Linked DNA regions of Mus musculus: region 2 is linked to region 1. A link is a contact called in public HiChIP or PLAC-seq data. All regions are on one chromosome and are shown on one strand. Each heading gives the region's core, a stretch centred on a gene start, on an enhancer-like site or on the middle of the called end of the contact. The rest is flanking DNA. Distances are from core to core; before and after follow the strand shown.

What was found. HiChIP or PLAC-seq counts read pairs in DNA pulled down with a chosen protein or histone mark.
Region 2: an H3K4me3 HiChIP or PLAC-seq map of forebrain shows a contact between it and region 1, with 3 times the contacts expected there. The contact joins the promoter of Sptb here to the enhancer-like site in region 1. A contact is called at or near these places in 6 of 39 promoter capture datasets (the 3T3-L1 cell line, HPC-7-derived erythroid cells, hippocampal neurons and 2 more), 3 of 484 Hi-C or Micro-C datasets (cortical neurons and myocytes) and 1 of 115 datasets of contacts at active chromatin or transcription factors (forebrain).

The regions. Positions count from the first base shown.
Region 1 is chr12:76,194,863-76,201,717 of GRCm38.p6, forward strand. It overlaps Tex21 (testis expressed gene 21), which reads right to left. Exons shown (of 10, transcript NM_019784.5): 10 at 3,825-4,089. The coding sequence ends at 3,931. Among named protein-coding and RNA genes, the nearest start is that of Esr2, 21 kb to the left of the region's middle. Within about 2 kb of position 1,944, at least 232 of the 459 cell types and tissues checked have an H3K27ac peak or open chromatin away from gene starts, as enhancers often do. A contact at or near this core is called in forebrain, hippocampal neurons and liver, where this site is marked.
Region 2 is chr12:76,709,249-76,715,842 of GRCm38.p6, forward strand. It overlaps Sptb (spectrin beta, erythrocytic), which reads right to left and starts at 1,299. Exons shown (of 36, transcript NM_013675.3): 1 at 687-1,299.

The DNA.
Region 1 (6,855 bases), core at 694-3,193:
TTCCATTAAAACTGCTAACTAAACATTTTTTAATCTTTTATTCTACGAGTTCATTGTAAGTCCAGGGCAGTACTTTTATCTATTTTTTTTTATTCCATAAACTCATTAAAAGCAATAGTTTTAGCTATCTTCTACTTTACAAATTCATTGTAAGTTCAAAGCAATAGTTCTAAAAGTCATTAAATTAACAAAGTTTTTACCAATAAACAGGCCATCTATCTTATGTCTTATTTTTTAACTCTAGCTAATTATCCATTTTATGTTGTTACACTCATATTAGAATTACCCACTCCTTACTTTACTTACCATGGTGTGCACTGAGACTTATGGCCTCGTCCCTGGGGGAGTACAGCAAGGACAAACAGGAGAAGGCACAGCAGGAGCAAGAAGCAGTCATGGGACAAGGTACACCCATCCCAGCCATGCCAAATGGTGGGTCATCTCCAGGAAGCTCACTTGCCCACTGGAGCTCTTCCTGCATGGTGTCTGCCATTAAGAGAATGCACTGCTCTTTCAGAGAGCCCACGTTTGGTCCCTAGCACCCACACAGTAGCTCACAACGTTACCTATCACTCCAGTCCCAAGGGATCCAATACTCTCTTCTGATTTCCTTTGGCATTGCATGCACCTCATGCAAATGCATACACGCAGGCACCCACATATACACATAGAGTAAATAAATGACTTAAGATAAACACACGCACAGCTGGTGAGGTAGAGGTACACGGATCTCTGTGAGTTAGAGGCCAGTTGGTCTACATAGCCAATTCCCAGGCCATCCTAGGCTACATACTAGATGGCTCAGAGGTTGTGAGCACTGGCTGCTCCTGCAGAAGACAAGGGTTCAGTTCCCAGCACCCACATAGCAGTTCCCAGCTGCTTGTAAGTCCAGGTCCAGGGGACTCAACACTTTCTGGCCTCCACAGGCACCAGGCACACAACACGGAACACTCACAAATATATAGACACTCACATATACACGTAAAATAAAAATAAGAATTTTTTAAAAGTAATAAGCTGCGCATGGTGGCACAGCCTGTAATGCCAGCCCTTGGAAGGAAAACAATCTCTGTGAGTTTAAAGCCAGCTTGCAGAGCTGAGTACACGTACAGCTTAGGGGAACCTTGCACACGGAGCACATGCAGAGTTGTAGCCAGCACTGCAAGGTTCTGGAAAACTTCCCAGCATTTAGAGTCAGACCCCAGTCTGGCTGATCTGAGAGAAAATGCGAAGCCGCCAGGAGCCAAGACAGGGAAATCACCTGCCTGCTGCGACAGAGACCAACAGGCACGCAACTCTGCCCCGCCCAACACCCCGCCCGGGCAGCGCCCTGACACCACCCCCACACCCTGATTGGCTGGAATCCAGGCACGTTTTGTTGCCAGGTCTTCGATGGACACAAGAGCAGTCCGCCTGCGCAGGCTCAAGTCGGGTAAAACTGGCTTTGCCGCACTGTTGGGATCTTCAGGACCTCAAGTTTTGTAGCAACCCGAAAGCAAATTCTGAGCAGGAAGGTGGCCTTAGCCTAGATGGCCATTTGAGTTTTCTGACCCGCAGGCAAGGACATTGGGTAGGGTCCCTCCATGTGGAAGGGAACACTTAGAGTTGAAGGCCAGCGGACAGTGAAGGAGGAGAATTTTGGGAAACCCCTGGCTGTAAAACCTAACGACTCCTACGATGACCGCCAAAGAACAGAAGCAGAATACAATGTCTCAGGGCTGTGCCTTCTAGCTCAGGTGCTTCTGGTACCACAAGATCCTGTAATTACAGAAAGTGTTTTGTCAGAGTAATTGAAGCTGCCCACAACCCCATCATTAGAACTCAGAGATCCAAGTCACATTTATTATCTTGAGATAATGTTAAGATTCTAAGCAGCTCCAGCCTTGAAGCAAGCTGTTCGTTCAGCAATGATCCAGAGCTTTTTGTACCTCTGTCTCCCTCTGCTGTTTGATTCGGGACACTGCAGTCCTCTGTGATTCTTTTATTCGCGAGGAAGGGCTGACTGTGGAAAGACCTAAGGCTTCTGTGCTTTGGAGCCAGCTTTCTGTCTTTTGTTTGGGTTGTAGCTGGCAGCATGTGTACTGATCTCAGGCAGCCTGCAGCGCAAGCAGTCAGGAGACCTGGTCTGGCTGTCCTGTGTCCTGTGTAGACAAGGAGGATGTGGGGAAGCGAACACAGAAAGGCTCCTTTGGGCATAGATACCCACATCAGCTCACTGTCTCTGCAAAACAAAACAAAACAAAACAAAACAAAACAAAACAAAACAAAACAAAACAAAAACAAAAAACAAAAAAACTACCGTACAGGCAGTTGCACTCCAGGGTCCCCTGTCCATCTCTAGGCTGAGTGAATCCGACCCTGGCGCTGCCCAAGTCCCAGCTCTGGGCTGGGGTGCTGCCCCTGGCTGTAGCTGTCTGCCTGGGGCTTGAGGACGGAGCCTCTCTGGAGCTCTCTGTAGTCGCCTCATACAGAGTCAACAATCCACACACTGCTGCAGCCTTAGATGGATGCCCCAGCCATTTATTCGGGGGTGGGGGTCGGGGCAATGGACTTTTCTCTCAGGTTAGTCAGTAAATGCTGCATAAGACGATATGCAGTGAGCTTTCATAATTACACTAAAGAAAGATATAGGCTTGGGACAACTTTGTGTTCAAGGAAACCTTCAGTTCCAAGGATGAAGCCACAGGTGTGCACACGATAAGGCAAGCCCATGTAAAACCTGTTGTTGGAACTTAGAATGAGCTTAGAGAAGGAAACACTGCTTTGAACTTGTTCTTCATACCTTTCTGAAACTCCCTTTTTATGGAACATTTTATCTATAAAGTAATTCTTTCTTACATAGAGAACTTTTTGTCTAAAACGCTATAAAAAGGCTGATAGCAATAAAGAAAGGTGGTGTAGCTGTTTTCCACTTCACCCAAAGTGTGTGTGTGTGTGTGTGTGTGTGTGTGTGTGTGTTCTCTGTGTGAGTGACTTCTTTCCCTTTTCTCTTTTCTTTCCTTTCCTTTCCTTTCCTTTCCTTTCCTTTCCTTTCCTTTCCTTTCCTTTTTTCTTTTTTCTTTTCTTTTCTTTCTGGTTCAAAAAGTGTTAACGAGCTCTGAGCCTCTCAGAGGCTTCTAGCTGACTTGCCCGAGAAAGGAGCAGCAGCAAGAAATCCTTTTTGTAATTTCCCGGTGTTTATTTAAGCATTAAGAGTCAAGTTTGTTTGTTTGTTTGTTTTGGGGTTTTTTTTTTGGTTTTGTTTTTTGGTTTTTTGGTTTGTTTGTTTTTTTGTTTTTGTTTTTGTTTTTGTTTTTTTAGTGCTTGTGGAAGGCACAGAATAATAACAAAGAGTTAAGATTCCCCCAGAGTTTATTTAAGCACAAAGTGTTAAGTTTCCCCAGTGCTTCTTTAAGCACAGAGAGTTGAAGAGAAAAGAAGCCAGCAGTTTTCAGCCACAGAATAAGTACGAGAGTGTTAAGTTTCCAGAAGCCGTCAGCTTCCAGCCCCCAGCAGTCAGGGAGAATGACAAGGCTGGAGGCCGTCAGTCTTTGGGCTTCTATCAACTCTTCCACCTCAGCTCCAAACTCCAAAGGCCAGGCCGGGCCCAGGCACCAAAGAGGGTCGTTTATCCAATAAACCACTCATTCAAGACACGGGCTATCGACTACAATTATAAATAGTACAGCTAATTATATGTTTATGGTGCATATCCTGCTTGAATGCAGTCAGTAAAAGCAATTAGATAAGTGTCATATATCTCAAGTGACAATACAGACTAAGCCAGAAATAATAGAAAGATCATCCCAAAGTGGAGTAAACTCCAAGCACAGGAGAGAAGAGATTTTTTAGTTGAAATGTTGCAATTTTATTCACAATGTAGCTATTTTCTGGGTGCTGTAGGAAACAGCTGTGTATAACTTCTTAACCGCATATAGAGGTAGATCTTGCTCACTTGGCCTGACCAGGCTCACAGTGAGAAGCCATCTTTGATCTTTTAGAAATTTCATAAATTTGGACGACAAGCTTCAGCCGATTAATGACATCCTTGTCTGCTGTTTTCATGTTAAATCCCAGCATCTTCATGATGGCTTCCCGGAAGTCAGCAAGCTGAAAAGAACCACCACACAGATCAGTATGCGACTGCTGAGCCGCCCACTCATCTTGTACGATGCAATTGGTATACTCTGCAATTTAGCTTTATGAAAATTTCCTTAATGCAATATGTCTAAGGTAGTAAAGGGTCCTGCTGTGCAGCTAAGCTAGCCTTGAACCCACCTTCTTCCTCCCAGTCTCCCAAGCACTGCAATTACAACCTGGCTTCACGCCATGTGGTATTTTCAAGGTAGAAAAATCCTTTCTATTTACAAGAATTCTTTAAAATTTCCTGTGCATTTTTATCTCTTTTTCTCATTTTTCCCAATTTTATTACTACTTATTATATTTTGCTCATAATGTAATTACTTTCTTTTACATTTATTTGTACATACATACATGCATGTGGAGGTCAGAGGCCATCATATTTATTTATTTATTTATTTATTGTATTGTATTGTATTTGAGTACAATGTAGCTGTCTTCAGACACACCAGAAGAGGGCATCAGATTCCATTACAGATGGTTGTGAGCCACCATGTGGTTGCTGGGAATTGAACTCAGGACCTCTGCAAGACCAGTCAGTGCTCTTAACCACAGAGCCATCTCTCCAGCCCCCAGAGGGCATCTTTCAGAAGTCAGTTCTCTCCTTCTACCATGTGTCTTCCCAGGATTGAACACAGGCTGGCAGGGTTAATAGCAAGCAAGCATCTTTACCCACTGAGCCATCTTGGCAGCATGTTTTTGTAGCCATACTTTTTGTGTTCTGTTACTCAGCTTAGCCTTATAATTCCTGGGCTGGAGGGACTCATGAGCCTCAGTCTCCCAAACTGGGGACTGTCAGCATGTGCTACTGGGTTAACAAACTGCCTTTTGAGCTACTAATTTGTTTAATGATAATGGCCTTCCTCAATGCATATTTCTCAATCCATTCAAGGCCAAAGAGATCAACAAGGACAGCAAATAAGAAAACAGCCGCAAAGCTAACAGAAAACTACAGCTTTCACCATGCCCGTGAGGGGGGATATGGATATCCCAAGCCAGCAGAGGCAGCACCAGAGGGCCATAAACTCGATTTCCACTGGTGTAGAACACAGTCACAATGCCAAGAACAAGTCTGAGCCCCGCAGGATCAGCACACTGACCTGTGGGGAATGAAAAGGTTTGAGACCAGTAATAGTGACTCTAGAAAACAGAGTTTCTGCGGGGAGGCTGCAGAGTGCTTGCAAGGGAGAGGCAGCTAGCAGAAAAGAGGAACGATGGAACTAAGGGATAATATAAAAAGAGTGTTACAGAAGGAAATGTCATACACACCCTCTGCCTTCAAATAAAGACTTGTAATACTTGCCCCTGTAATACCAGCCACAGTTCAAAGTCTTCCTGGGCTACAAAAGGAGTTCCAGGCCAGCTCTGACAACTGAGTGAGACCCTGTCTCAGGAGGGAAAGGTTAAGGACTGGGTTCAGAGGTCAGAGGCAGTGAGCTTTCCTAGCATCTGCAAGGCCCCCTGCAGATACCTCAAAAACCAGAAAAGTAAAGAGCACCCTTGCTTTAACAACAGAAGAGGGCAGTGCTCAGCTGGAAATAACCACGTATCTTAGTGGAACCAACCGTGGAAGGTGCTCTAAACCAGAAATGTGGAGAGAGCTGGGCAACTGCAAGGGTTTGAATGTGAATGGGGGTAGAGAGGCTGCTCAGCGCTTAAGAGCACATATTCCTCTTCTAGAGGACCGGAGTTCAAGTCTAAGCATACATGCCAGGTCCTGAGTTCAATTCCCAGCAGCCACATGATGGCTCACAATCATCTGTGATGGATAGGTGACTCTGGCCTCAGCGAGAGTACCACACATACATGGCGTATGCTCACACAGACATTACACGTGATTAAGAATAAAGTAAATCCTTTGAAAATATAAAGTGATAGACAATGGTAAGTTATATGGAACTGCTTTAGGACAGAAATGAAAAGACAGCACCATTCTAACCTGTTCAGGTGATAAAATGCATCCCAATACAAACACATACACACACATGTACACACAAGTACACACATACACGCACACATATACACACATGCATATGTGCACACACATATACGCATGCATGCATGGGCACACACACAACACCCATGGACCATGACACCCATGTTCAGATGCAGCACTTTGGCAGAATGAAATTATCAATTAAGAAATTTCAGACACGGAGAGGATATTTTAAGACTGAAGTGTATTTGGAATAGAGTTGGCTAAAGACTATGACCAAGGGGTCTCTTGGATAGGGATGGCTGAGTCAAGAAATAGCTGCAGGAAATCGCCTCAGAGATGAAGCATAAAAGAGCATGCCCAAGAAGGAGAGATGTGACTGACGGTCCTGAGGGGACATGTGGGAGCAAAAGCAAGCTAGAAAACACACATGCAGAAAAGAGAAAACAGTAAAGAGAAAATGCCAGCATGGCTACCTGCCAGTGTATCCTACAACAATGGCTCAATTTCTAATTACTTAAGCAACTACTATGGAAATACAACATATACTTAATCGCCCCAAACTATCACGAGGCCCCCTGGGTTTGACCCCCAATACTACCAAAAATGTTTATATGTTTTGCTTTATAAATAAAGTGATGTTAATAGAAACTCTCAGAAAAAAAAAAAAGCCATACCTATGTTAAACATTGTACAAGGCTGACTCTTGCAGGTGCAGAGACAAATTATCCTTGCTGTCTTGTTCTCTCCAGTAACATTTACTGTCCATCTTTTTGTGACTATTAGGGAAACTCTTTTAG
Region 2 (6,594 bases), core at 49-2,548, 510 kb after region 1:
AGTTGCTGGAACTGGCACGAAGGGTAACCGTAGAGTGGGCAGTAGCTTGGAGATAAGGAACTCAAAGGGAAAAGGTGGGGGTCCTTGAAGTATAGTCCTGGGACACTTGATCTCTCCCTTCTCAGTCTACACTGGGCCACTCTGCACGTCCTGCCTGACATCCTGAGGCCCGGCCCCCTCTGCTGCCCTGAACTGTCCTCCCAGCCTTGGCACTGGGCAGCCCTGGAGCGCGCTAGCCAAGTTCCAGAAGAGGATCCGACACGCCCGGGGGTTTGAGAAACCAGGCAGCAGGAGGCACAGACGCGGACAGTCCTTAGACCGACGACAGGCAGCCCCCCCCCCCAACTTTGCTCCCAGGCGAGGGTCCTGGGGGAGGCGGCCAAGAGCACAAACCCCCCAAACCCACTCCCCGTGCCCCACGGCGACACTCTACTAGCTGGCTTCCCAAAGCTAGCGCCCTGCTCGCCCAGCGCCTGCGAAACCCACGCGGGTTCCCGCGTCCCGGGGTGACGACTGCCGCAGCCGCCAGGGCCTCCTGGGCTCCTCACCCCTCCCGCCCCGTGCTAGGCACCCGGGGCCAGGCCCCCACCGGGCTGTCGCGTCACCCGCCCCCTGGGCCCCGCACTCCCCGGCGCTGGCTCCGGGGCACCCAGCTCCCTCCCGTCGCGCGGCCCTCGGGGACTCACCTGCGCTGGGGCTGAAGCGGCGGCTACCCCGAGCCCGGGGGCGGCGGCGCAGGGGGAGGAGGGCAGCACGGGGCTCCTGGCACAGTGGCCGCCGGGCGCCTGGTGCAGCGGAGCCGCGGACCCGCCCAGAGATATAAATAACATTATCTGAGGAGGGACATTCCTGCCGGGGGACATCGCTGCTGCCGGGACCAGATAGTCCCGCGGCGGGGGCGGGGAGGCGGGGCTGCAGCCTCCCGCAGCGCCAGGCCCGCCTTCCCCACCCACTCCTGCACCTGCCAATCAGACTGCGCGCCCGGGGGCACCTGCCTAGCCGCTAGCGCCGCCGCCGCTGGGACCTGGGACGCCAGGGTCCTCTCTCACCTCCCCTGATCCCGCACACACAGAGCCCCTTGCCACGGGAAGAGGACTCGACTCTGCTGCTCCGGCCTAATTTGTGTGCCCGGAGCCGCAAGCTGGCGGCGAAAAGGAGTCCTCCCAGCCTTTCCCGCCTAGCGTCCCTGCAGACTACGATCTGGTTTTGAAAAAACATCTAAAGACCCGTTTAGGCCATAGGGTGGGTGAGGAGGGCGCCCCGGCTGTAATGCCCCTCCGGAGATAGGCTGGAAGGGACAGATTGTTCCCGCGGGCGGGTTACGTTAGAAAGCGCGCTCCCGGCCGGCTACAACCGGCTGGTAGTAGGAGCAGACGCTGGGAGCACAGGGGGTGGGCACTGGGCCGAGGCCCCCGCCCCCAGCCTGCGGGCTGGAGGCCGCGGCTCCTGCTTGTAAGCAAGGTACTGTCCCGGAGAACCCGGCTGTGCTGGTTGGTGGCGCTCAGCCTACAGTTGCATATTGCAGGGTCCATAATCAACAGGCAAGCCAGCATACCAGCCCACCTGCACCATCCTGTGAGCCCGGGTCTCCGGGCAAGACCCTGCTTTCTCACTGCAAGCTTTGGTAGGGTGGTGTACAGCAGGCCAGAGGAGATGCTAGAACCAAGGGTGTCAAGTACATCTGCGACTAGGGAGGGTGACACACGGACGAACACGGGCGGCTTGCAAGGCAGGCTATTTCCTTGACTTTTTAACAATACAAGGTCATCGCTCTGTAATGTTGGTTGCGTGCCTTGCTGTACCTTTCCTTGTTTTATTTTTATGGGGGGGGGGGAGGGGCGGCCCTCCATACGCTGTGCCTGGGATGGTCTCTCACAGACTATCAACCCGGGTAATCGCAAGTGTAATGGAGACACCAGTGGCGATTAAAAAGAGCATAGATGCAGAAGGGAGCTTTAACTTTGATGCTCCCCGGAATTCTTAACAGGAAACAGCCTTTCTCTTGACTTGTTTGCTTGAGTGTATAATTACGCTGTTTTCTAGGATTCATGAGCAAAGTGTGTTGAGTTGCCAGATGTTCAAGCTTAGTATTGGGTATTAAAGGTACGCAAAAGATATTTCACTGCCTGCTGCCGTCACACTTCTTTTGAGAGTAGGTATTTGGACAGTAAAAATGCTAATTGGGACAAAATCCACAGGTATTAAAAAGCCATAGAACTCTTCCCTCCCCTTTTGCCTGAGTTCTTATTACATACTAATTTCCCAAATGGCATCAGTATTACAAGGAAAATGACACACCGGCCTGGGCTATCCTAGAGGTTAACAGCGACCTCCCACCTCCTTCCCCCACTCAGACCATCTAGCAATTCTCTGTAGTGAGCAAGAGCTGTAGATCTTAAGCAAAGCACACATTTAGCACTCCAAAGGCCCTGGGACTCCCCAATATCCTCCAGCACCACCCCAAACCATTTGCTTTGCTTGTTGTTGAGTTCAAAATCATCTTTTTAGGAACTAATTCCTGGCAAAAACAAAAAACAGGCCAACTTCAAAAGCTGAGACTTAGATATCACAAGTAGAAATCCTTGATCTATTTTTGAAAGAAAAAGGGAGGGTTGGAATTATGTATTTATGTGTTTTAAACCGTGTGTGAATAAACTTATTAAATAAATTCATGAATCCCAGAATTGCAGCTTTGCAGCTACGTAATTATATATTAGAGGAAACAGATAATTCTTAGCTATAGGCTTGAGGCTCTGAACTGAATGGTTGCACACATATTTTCCTTTGGAGCGTTCAAATTTATAATTTTCAACCACAAGAAAAAAATGAATATGACGACGACAAACGCTCCAAAGCAACAGACAGATTAGTCCAAGATTTTACAAACCAGCTCTTCTGCTGTGGCTATCTCGACTTTAGCTGAACGATAAATAATTCAATACAACCTCATTTGCTGCAGATCCTGTTATCCTGACAACATCCCCAAATGCTTCCCAGCTAATAGAGTTACAGTGACATGATAAATCAGAGCCCAGTGAGAGAGGAAGTTTAGAAGTGCAGAGAGAAAGGGCATTGCACAAGCACAGGAATGAGAAATTCGGGACAGTGTGGGGGAGGGAGGGGGGACACTGATAGAAAGGTTCACTATCAAGGTCATTGTTGAGACAGAGCGTCTTCAGGGGCCTTCTTAGAAAACTGTACAGTATCTATAAAGTATCGTTGAGAATTCTCTACAGGAGATAAAGATGGACCTTCATCTTCATTGGTCAAAGGACTGTCCCTGCCCATCTTGACAACCTGGATTTCCAAGGTTCCCTGTAAGCTTCCCTAGTTAATCTGCAGCTTTGGAAGAGTTCTGGGACCCGAAGGGAGAGCTTAAGACTTTAGTAGATGCTGTGAGCCAAGGTTTGGGAGGAAGCCTTCAGAGACTGAGTGCCCAGCTCTAGCTGAAATCAATAGGTGAGGCTAAGGGGGTGGATGTAAGTAAGGACACTAGAGTCGTCTAACTATAGGGGGATGTCTGCTAGTCTCCTTCTCCTTCATAGTCTCTCTCTCTCTCTCTCTCTCTCTCTCACACACACACACACACACAGTTCTTTGAGAATTCCTTACATGTCTGCATCATATTCACTCCCCCAGCTCTTCTCAGAACCACTCCCTTTTCTTTAACCTCCCTCCCCCAATTTTATGCTTTTATGCCTTCCCCCAACCCTTTAAGATTAATTTGTGCTGCCCAAATATGCTATTTTTATTGAACCACAAAGCCAAAGCTATTTAAGTAAACCACTTTGAATTAAACATGAACATATATATTAGAAAGATACTCAAAAGCAAATGCAAAGCTAACCCTGACTAATTCAAGTCCTTAGTGGCAATAATGAAGGAATCAAGAATTCATGATACTAGCACGTACTATACCCTTTAACTGAGCTCCAGTCCAGGAAAGGAAACCGAATTTTCCTTCCCATGTCTGGGATTACCTAAGGGTGCCACTTCCTTCTCAGTGTGCAGACAAGAGAGAAGCAGTAAGGCTAATTTCTCAAGCACACCACTGAGAACCAGGAGGGGCTGAGGACTGGGGCTCAACCCTTTGCCCTCATGCCTCAGACTCCTAACGGCTCCCCCATCCTCCCATTTTTGTTCTCTTTCGATTCTTTTTCCACGTAGCAGCCAAATTCTACTCTAAGAAGGAAATCTGATTGTGCCACTCGGTTACATTAAATCACCCGTGGCTTCCCAATACTTTCAGGATACAGTGCTAAGCACTTAGCACATGAGACAAAATCAGTAAAGATAAAATGAGTGAATAAGTGAACAAATCAGGAATTAAATGAGGTTGCAATCTTGGAGGCCAACCTGAGAAGTCAATAAAAATCTTTTTTTCCCTCTGGGTTATAGATACATTATATGTAACTTGTTTGTTTGTTTGTTTGTTTGTTTGTTTGTTCGAGACAGGGTTTCTCTGTATAGCCCTGGCTGTCCTGGAACTCACTTTGTAGACCAGGCTGGCCTCGAACTCAAAAATCCGCCTGCCTCTGCCTCCTGAGTGCTGGGATTAAAGGCGTGCGCCACCACACCCAGTTATATGTAACTTTTACAGGAGGTTCACGTTGGAATAAGCTTGTCTGAATGAATTCCCATTCTCTGAGATGTAAATGACACTACTGTGGCTGAATTTTACCAGCTCCTGCACTCCTGCTGCTCGCCATGCCTAACTTACTGTCTGTTGGGGAGAACGGTGGGGGCGGGGGGGGGGGCTAGTTTAACTAAGGAGACCTTGCGCTCAGTACTACCTCCCAGCTCACTCAAGTCTCACGGACAACAAGGTAAAGCAAACACTGACAGTTCAGGTGGGTGGACTCTTACTGCTGCTTTTCAGTCATGGTCCTCAGATAGAAACCCCATTCCAGACCCCAAGCTTCAGTAAGCCTAGATCTTGAGCACACAAGATTAAGGCCACAGGAAGGTAGATCAAATGCAGTATAAGGAATGAGTTAATGCTTTGACACTAACTCTGTCTTAAGTCTTCCAGAGAAGATATTCTATAGGTGGATAATCAAGAGTACCTTAGCTCAAAACCTCTGTTTTCACCTTTTATCAATATTTATCAGTCAGGGACTCAGACCACGAGGAGGAGAATTTATAATTTACAAATTGACTTTGAGGTGGCTGGAGAGAGGGCTCAGCAGGTGAGGGCACTTTCTATTCTTAAAGAGGACCCAGGCCAGTCATGGAGGCAACACATTTGTACGCATCAAATAAATAAATTTAAAGAAATTGCAATTGAGTTTATTATAAGGAATGACAAGCTACCATTCTAACAATTCAACTAATTAAACAATTTTCTGTGTATGTGATAATTGTTGCCAACATAAATGGTTTTGCTAATTGTTTTGTTTGCAAGTGAGCAGTTACCAAAATCACAGGTTTTTCTTTCTTTCTTTTTTTTTCATAATATTAACCAAGACCTTTGGGAAATTTTCAATAAAGTTTGGAAAGAATCGGCAATAAAAAGCTCCATTACCTCTGCAAATTAATTTCCCTCTCTATTCTGTGGGTTATTTCTACAGCTGCTCAGCTTCTGTTTGAATATTTCTTCAATATTTTGGAGTCTATAAGAAACTATAATTCAGCTTAGACATGATGTATTTTATAGAATGCATACAGAATATAATTGGTTCTTGCTAGAACCCCTGATTTTTTTTCATTTTTATTGGCAAGTTCTGTTTTTAAAAAGTTATTATTTTCTTCCTATCAAATGTTTTCACTTTATTTCATGAAGTAAATTGCTATGGTTATCTTCATTGCTGGGTCAAGAATCTCAGAATTTAAGTAATTTCCCAAAGACAACACAAACTCCAAATCTCAAGCTTATTTGGGTCGTTTCTTCAGGAACTGGTAACACATGTTGGGTTTTTTGGTTGGTTTGGTTTGGTTTGGTTTTTGAGACAGTGTCTCACTCTGCATTCCAGACTGCCAGACTGGCCTGGAGCTCATAGCAGTCCTCCTGCCTCGGCTCCCAATGTGCTAAAATTATAGATGTTGAGTCATGTGTGGCTTTGAGACTTAAATTAGCAGGATTTATTGTCTCCTACTTGAACTCATTCAAGAATTTAGCCCTGGTGGCTGGAGAGATGGCCCAGCGGTTAACAACACTGACTGTTCTTGGAGAGGTCCTGAGTTCAAGTCTCAGAAACCACATGGTGGTTCACAGCCATCTGAAATGGGATCTGATGCCCTCTTCTGGTGTGTCTGAAGACAGCAACCATGTACTCACATACATAAAAATGAATAAATAAATCTTTAAAAAAGAAAGAAAGAAAGAAAGAAAGAGAGAGAGAGAGAGAGGGAGGGAGGGAGGGAGGGAGGGAGGGAGGGAGGAAGGAAGGAAGGAAGGAAGGAAGGAAGGAAGGAAGGAAGGAAGGAAGGAAGGAAGGAAGGAAGAAGGAATTTAGCCCCAAATTATGCTGAGCACATGCACAGTGGCAACTCTGCTGCTTACCCTTTTCCACCATCACTGAAATTATCCAAATCTGCTTCATCCAGCATCCAGCGCTGCCCCCTTGCAGACAAACCAATTGAAAGCTGTGGATC